Regions from separate parts of the Sus scrofa genome. Here region 2 is linked to region 1. The links are chromatin contacts, called in public Hi-C maps. All regions are on one chromosome and are shown on one strand. The core of a region is the stretch at or near the end of the contact, and the rest is flanking DNA. Distances in the headings are between cores, read along the strand shown.

Region 1 (3,381 bases), core at 164-2,663:
GGGCCTCGGGGCTCGGATGGGCGTCGACTCCAGCCAATAGGCGCGCCGAGGGGACCTCCGCCGGCACGCCGGCTTCCCGCCCCCAGGCGCTACGGGGCCCTGCGCGGCATGGCCCTGCGGCCTTGGCCTCTCGTCCGCCGGGGGCGCTCGCGCGGGGGTCAGGAGTCTCCCGTGGCCGGCCGGGTGGTGGCCTAGTTACGACAGACTGGGCTGACCAGGTGCCCCGAGTCCAGGCCGGGCGGCGTGGCTGGCACGGACAGGGCACCGGGGATTTCCCCACAGAGAGTCCTGATCCCCGCTCTCTTGGGGGGTTTTCTGCGTCCTCCAACCTCTGTTTTGTTTGTAGGAACCTGCCCCTTGGGAGTGATGCCCCTTCCTCAGTGGATTCAAGGGCCGGGGATGGAGACTCTTCCGAGACTGTATTGCCTTCCGCGGGCTCCTGCCAGGGCCGAGTTGGTCCCACTGTGCGGAGATGCGGAGAAACGCCCCCGAGTGCTTCCCTGCGCCGCTTGCCACCAGCCTGGAGGGGCAGCAGCTAAATATCATCGAGCCGCAGTTTCCTCAGTAGAAAGCGGCAAGGGGCTTAGGAGTTTGCCGGTGCTTGCCGGGTTCCCGATGGGTGAGAAAGGCGCCTGTGACTGGGAAAGTTTGCTCAGGGTAGAGTCCATCCTGAAATCCGCTCTTGCATGTCTGGACAGACTCCCAGGAGGCTGGCCTGAGTGGGGAAAGGTTTGCGGAAGTGCCTAGTGACCAGCCTGGGCCCAGTGCAGAATACTGTGAGGGTCCCAGGTCAGAGAAAGGGGCAAAGCCAGGCCATCTAAGGTGGAATCAGGCTTCCACTGCCTACTGGCTGAGTGTCCTTGGAAAGGTCACTTTACCTCTCTGAGTCTTGACTTCCTCAGCCAAAACACCGAGCTGAAAATTGTCTTTACTGGAGGGATGTTGAAGGCTTGAGTAAGGTACTGACAGGGTAGTGCTGCCCCCTAGTGTTGTGCAGAGAGGACTGGAGGAGAGAGGACACCTGAAATCCACAGACCTTCCTTGCCGGGCTTTGCCACACTTGTGTCTATGCCCAGAGTTAGCAGCCGCCCACCACTGGTGCTGGTTCTCATTCACAAAAGGTGTTCAAGGCCCTGCTGAGCACAACCGTGCTGCTAACTGGTGATTTTGATGGTAATTATCACTATAGGGAGGAACTCAGAAAATAGCACCCCCCTCTTTTCTGTGCCTCAATTTTCACTGTCTTTAAAATGGGTGTAAAGCCTTCCCTGACTTGGATAAAGGAGGTAGTGCTGCTCATTGCCACCAGGGGGCAGCTTAGGCCAAGGAAAGATTCCAGTACTCCATGGAGCACCCCCAACCAAGCTGCTTTTTTTTTGCTTTTTAGGGCCACACCCATGTCATATGGAAATTCCCAGGCTAGGGGGCTAGGGGTGGAATACATGCTACAGCTCCTGGCCTATGCCAGAGCCACAGCAACACCAGATCTGAGCTGCATCTGTGACCTCTGGGCAACGCCGGATCCTTAACCCACTGAGCGAGGCCAGGGATCGAACCAGCAACCTCATGATTCCTAGCCAGATTCGTTTCCGCTGTGCCATGATGGGAACTCCCCAAGCTGCATTTTTAATCATCACAGCTAATACGAGCACTTCCTGAAGTACTGTGCTAGCGGCTTGACTTGGAGGATCTCATTACCTATTGTACATATGGGGAAAGTGAGGGTAATGGTTGTACTGACTTCCCTAAGGGTCCCTAGGAAGTCCTCGGGTGTTCCTAAAGTGGGGTCTAGACCTACTTAGACCTAACGACACAGTATCCCCCCACGTGCCCCAACACACACACACACACACACACACACACACAGTATCACATGGTCCACTCCCTGGAGTCATGACCATCCCCAGCCTTGGCTCTTTCCCATGAGAATGAAGAGGGATAGGTGAGAAAGTAACATTCAGTACATACAGGCAGTTCCCATCATGGCTCAGTGGGTTACAAACCCGACTAGTATCCACAAAGATGCGGGTTTGATTCCTGGCCTCGGTCAGTGGGTTAAGGATCTGGCGTTGCCATGAGCCATGGTGTAGGTCTCAGATGCAGCTTGAATCCTGTGTTGTTGTGGCTGTGGTGTAGGCCAGCAGCTGCAGCTCCAATTCAACTCCTGGCCTGGGACCTTTCATATGCTGCAGGTGTAGCCCTAAAAAGCAAAAAAAAAAAAAAAAGTACATACCATGTTACGGGTACTCTCCATACATTCACAACCATCTGGTGATGCAGGGAATGTTAGTCCATTTAACAGTTAAGAAGACTGAGGCTTCAAGAGTTGGAAAGGAGCAGAGCTGAGCCAAGGCCAGGGCTGTCTGGCCCCCCTCCACCAACATGTCTGAGTTCTTCCCCTATCTAGTTCCCAAGAAAGTGAGATGAAATCTAGGAAGAATTGAGTTCCTACTGCTCCGGATGTGTGTGCGCGTGTGTGTGAGAGAGAGTTGCAGTGTCTCCACATCCCCCCAGCATCCCATCTGGGTTCCCCCTCTGCAGCAGCAGGATGCTCTGGAATCAAAAATCTGATCACGTCCTCTTCTCACCACCAGCACGCATCCCCTGTCCTCTCAACAGCCCCAGGTGTGGTCTCTGTGGCTCCAACCAGCTGCGTGGATTGGGCCAGGTCCCTTCCCTCGGAATCTGTTCTCCCTCAGGCTCTGTCTTCCACTGGGGAAGATGCCCACATCAAGCTGGTACTCTTTTGATTTTTCCAGAATCTCCATCTACCTGTCTTTCCAGCTTTCTTGCCCCAGGAAAGGCCTGGAGCAACCCTAGCAGCACGCTGAGCTTGCCTTGGCTCTCAGACAGAGGTGACACTTAACCCAGGTGAATAGGGATCCTGTTCAGACTTGGACTCCATGGCAACCAAGGTCCCCCAGACCCCAGCCCCATGTCCCCACCCCTCTTTCTTCCTTTCTGCCCCTCCACACCCAGCTCATTGGTTGTCAAGCGTCTTCCTTGCTGCACTTTGGCCCATGCTGTCCCCTTACCTGGGCTGCCCTCCCACCCCATCCCTCCCCGTTCAAGGAAAGCAGCCCAGTGAGACGGAGACGGAAGGCTCCGAGGCCAGGCGGGTGGTGTGGATTCAAATCTGACTTGGCCACTTTCTAGCTGTGTGACCTGGAGCGTGTGCTTTAATCTCCCTGTAACCAGAAATGGTAACATCTCCCTCCCTGGGTTACGGTGAGGATTAAATAACAAACCCTCTGCCAGGCAGCGATCGGTGCCTGGTGAGTGCTCGTGAACGTGGTTATTATCACCATCGGCACAGGGCACGAGGGGGGCGTTCAGTAATAGCAGCCCTTGTGTCACAGCCCACACTCTAGAACCGTGAGT
Region 2 (2,972 bases), core at 108-2,607, 160 kb before region 1:
AAAATTTAGTAGTAGTTACACCAAAAGAGAAAGGCTTTTTTGACACTGGAAATCCAAAGTGAGTGAAAGAAGAGTTAGCAACTCACCATGGTTACCACCCCCTTCACTACTGCCACTCTGGCCATAGGAACTTCGATCTTAAAGCAAGAAAATAAAATACCTTCCAAATGAACTATCTATCCATAGTATCACTCATGCTCCCTTCCAGGCACACTAATAATTCATCTAACAAGGCTCCAAGACAACACCCATCCAAATGCTCTATTCACCAAGGATATTGAACCAGTCAAAAGGTATTGTCATCACTGCCCCCCAACTCAGAAACTCCTGAGATTAGCCTCAATTCTAAAGTGTTCTCATCCTCCAATCAGAACCTCTTAGTACAAGTGTAACAGAAAAACAGTAAGTACTATAGCTCTTAAAGACACTAGTTCTCTAAAAACTAGTTTAACAACTAATTACATTTACTGGGAAGCTGTAATTGGGATGAGGTGGGGAGTTTAACAGATAATCTTAACTCTTAAATAACATCGCTTAAGCCAGCTTTTGCCAGGTCCTCCAAATGCAAAATAACATGTGCTAAAGCAATAAATTTCAGAGTGGACCACTGCTATACGCTCCACTCAAAAAAAAAAAAAAAAAAAAAAAAAGACGACGACAAAACAACTAAAGAACTCTTCAGAGAAAAGGATTTCTGCACTAATAGGCATAAAAGCCTAGGGGCTCCAAACTATAGCCAAGTGGTTCTTCTCCTAGACTTGATTTGCTCTAAGTAAAGCCTCTAAACCACATGCTTTCTCCATTTTAAGTCCATCACCCACACTTAATCTTCACCATTAGCCTGCCAACAGCTGTATCTCTATCCTAGACCTCTTCCTTTACTTATCCAACCTATCTTCTACACAAAAACTTGTGCTCAGTCCTCTTCCCAAAGAGGGTGGTTCACCTTGAAACTCTGTGTTGTCAAGGCCTCTGATGGCCTCCACTGCATCCTCTGCCCGCTCCATGTGTACGAAGGCATAATCTTTCACGATGTCACATTCGATGACTGGACCGTACTCCTCAAATTTGGCCCGAAGCTCTTTGTTGGTGCAAGTAGGACTGATGTTGCCTACGTGCAACTTTGTGGAGGTTTTGCTCTTATTCTTGCTGGCTTCCACGTTGATGTTCACCCCGTGCAGCTTGTAGTGGTGCAGGTTGCGAATGGCATCCTCGGCCGCCGTCTTGTCCTCTATGTGTACAAAGCCGTAGTTCTTAATGATGTCACATTCCAGCACCTTCCCATACTGCTCGAACAGTGAGCGGATCTCCTGCTCTGTGGCCTCCCGGGGCAGGTTTCCAATGAACAGCTTCACCATCTCGGACACAGCCTAGGCGAGAAGAAACAAAAATTCTAACAAAAGACCTCAGGCCCACATCAGTTACCAATTTCGGTCTGACAAATATTGCCAGTTTTCCCCCTCTAACACACTTCACACGCACACCTCTACAACATCATCAAAAGGAAATGGAAATAAGGAGGCCCGTTAGACTTCCAGCTGTGGAACCTATAAAAACATGAAAGCATCTATAACAGAGCTCTTTAGTAGACATAGACAAAGGATTTGCTAAGAGTTTCGTAGTTCTTCCAAACGGGAATGGAAACGAAAAGTGAGGGCATAAATGTAGCCCGGGGGGGTGGTGTTACTGGGCTTCCTATCCACTGTAAAAAAGAAATCTCTAACTACCCTGCTAGCTGGATTGACCGTCTGAAATTATGAACTGGGTCGTCTTCTCATAACCAAAGAATTAGCCACCATTTCCGGAAAATTGGACCTTGTAATAGCTACGTTTTAGGGCTTCCCTTGGAAGCAGTGAACCGGTGCCTTAGGCCGGAGACCGAAGCGTTCGGGGACCACAGGAAGTGCTGGAGCGGGGAACGCCTCTCTAGGGGCGCCGTCCTACAAGCTCCTGCAGAATAGAGAAACGCATGGCCGGAGAAGGGGGCTTCAGACTCACCAGCCGGCCAACGTCTCGAGGCTTGAGAAATTCTCGAAAAAGGATCTTAATTTCTAAGTCTAAGGGAAGCGCGGTTATCTCCGTGGAAACCACGAGGCTGTAAGCCAGGCAGAGAGGGCTAGGTGGGGAGAAGGCAAGGTATTCTCTGAGGAGATCGTGGGGGAAGGGCTGCTTCAGGCTTACCGCGCAATGCCGAGCACCGAGGTCGTCTCTCAGTGACGGGTGCGGAGGCCACAACCCCACTAGGACAGCCCTGAGGCGCAAAGAAGGAGTTAAGATTTAACGAGACAAAAGAAAGGCAGTGGAGGGGTTCGGAGTCGCTCACCCGCACGAAAATCAGCAGGGGCTCTTCCTCGCGGCGCGGACGCTCCTGACAAAACGCTAAAATGGCGGCGGCCGCAGAAGTGACTCTGGGTAGAGGGAGGTGAGCCTATCACAGGATTGGCTGCTCAATAAAGTAAAAGGCAGGCGTTCCCGTAGATCCTCTTCCTGATTGGTTACCACGAATGCCAATTACCTGAGGCCGGGAAGAGGTGTAAACGTCAGTAACCCCGAAGCGTTTAGACGAAAGCCAATGAGCACCTCTCTCGAGAAGCCGAAGTCATTGATTGGGTGAGAGGTCGGCGTGAAGGCGGAACTACCAACGTGGGCTTCGCTGGCGGGGTTCCGCCCGCCATTAGGCGGAGCGAGTTAGAGCTCTGGTGTGGCGGTGTTTAGCTTCATGGCGCCAACTTTGTCAAGCTTCCACATCTCGCCAATCCACGTGCGCTCCGTTTTGCCTTCTCCTCCAAATTTAAACTCCCGAACACCAACCCCTTGCAGCCACGATGCTGCGGATGGTAGCTTACGCAGACCCAGAAACCAGGTAAGAAAACAGCGTCCCACCTAAAAAAACCAGCCTCCTCCTTTGGCCAAGAATTTACACCGGATCCCGGAGCAAACCCCGAATTGAAACTATTTTCATGGGTGGTAAA

The links. A called contact is a pair of places that touch in the nucleus more often than the background predicts.
Region 2: a contact with region 1 is called in a Hi-C map of liver, with 5 times the contacts expected there. The contact joins the promoter of RBM4 here to the promoter of DPP3 in region 1. A contact is called at or near these places in 2 of 47 Hi-C or Micro-C datasets (heart right ventricle and liver) and 1 of 2 datasets of contacts at active chromatin or transcription factors (alveolar macrophages).

The regions. Positions count from the first base shown.
Region 1 is chr2:5,946,606-5,949,986 of Sscrofa11.1, forward strand. DPP3 (dipeptidyl peptidase 3) reads right to left here and starts at 1,414. Exons shown (of 18, transcript XM_005654654.3): 1 at 1-1,414.
Region 2 is chr2:5,781,823-5,784,794 of Sscrofa11.1, forward strand. It overlaps RBM4 (RNA binding motif protein 4), which reads right to left and starts at 1,358. Exons shown (of 2, transcript NM_001123187.1): 1 at 947-1,358. The coding sequence starts at 1,358.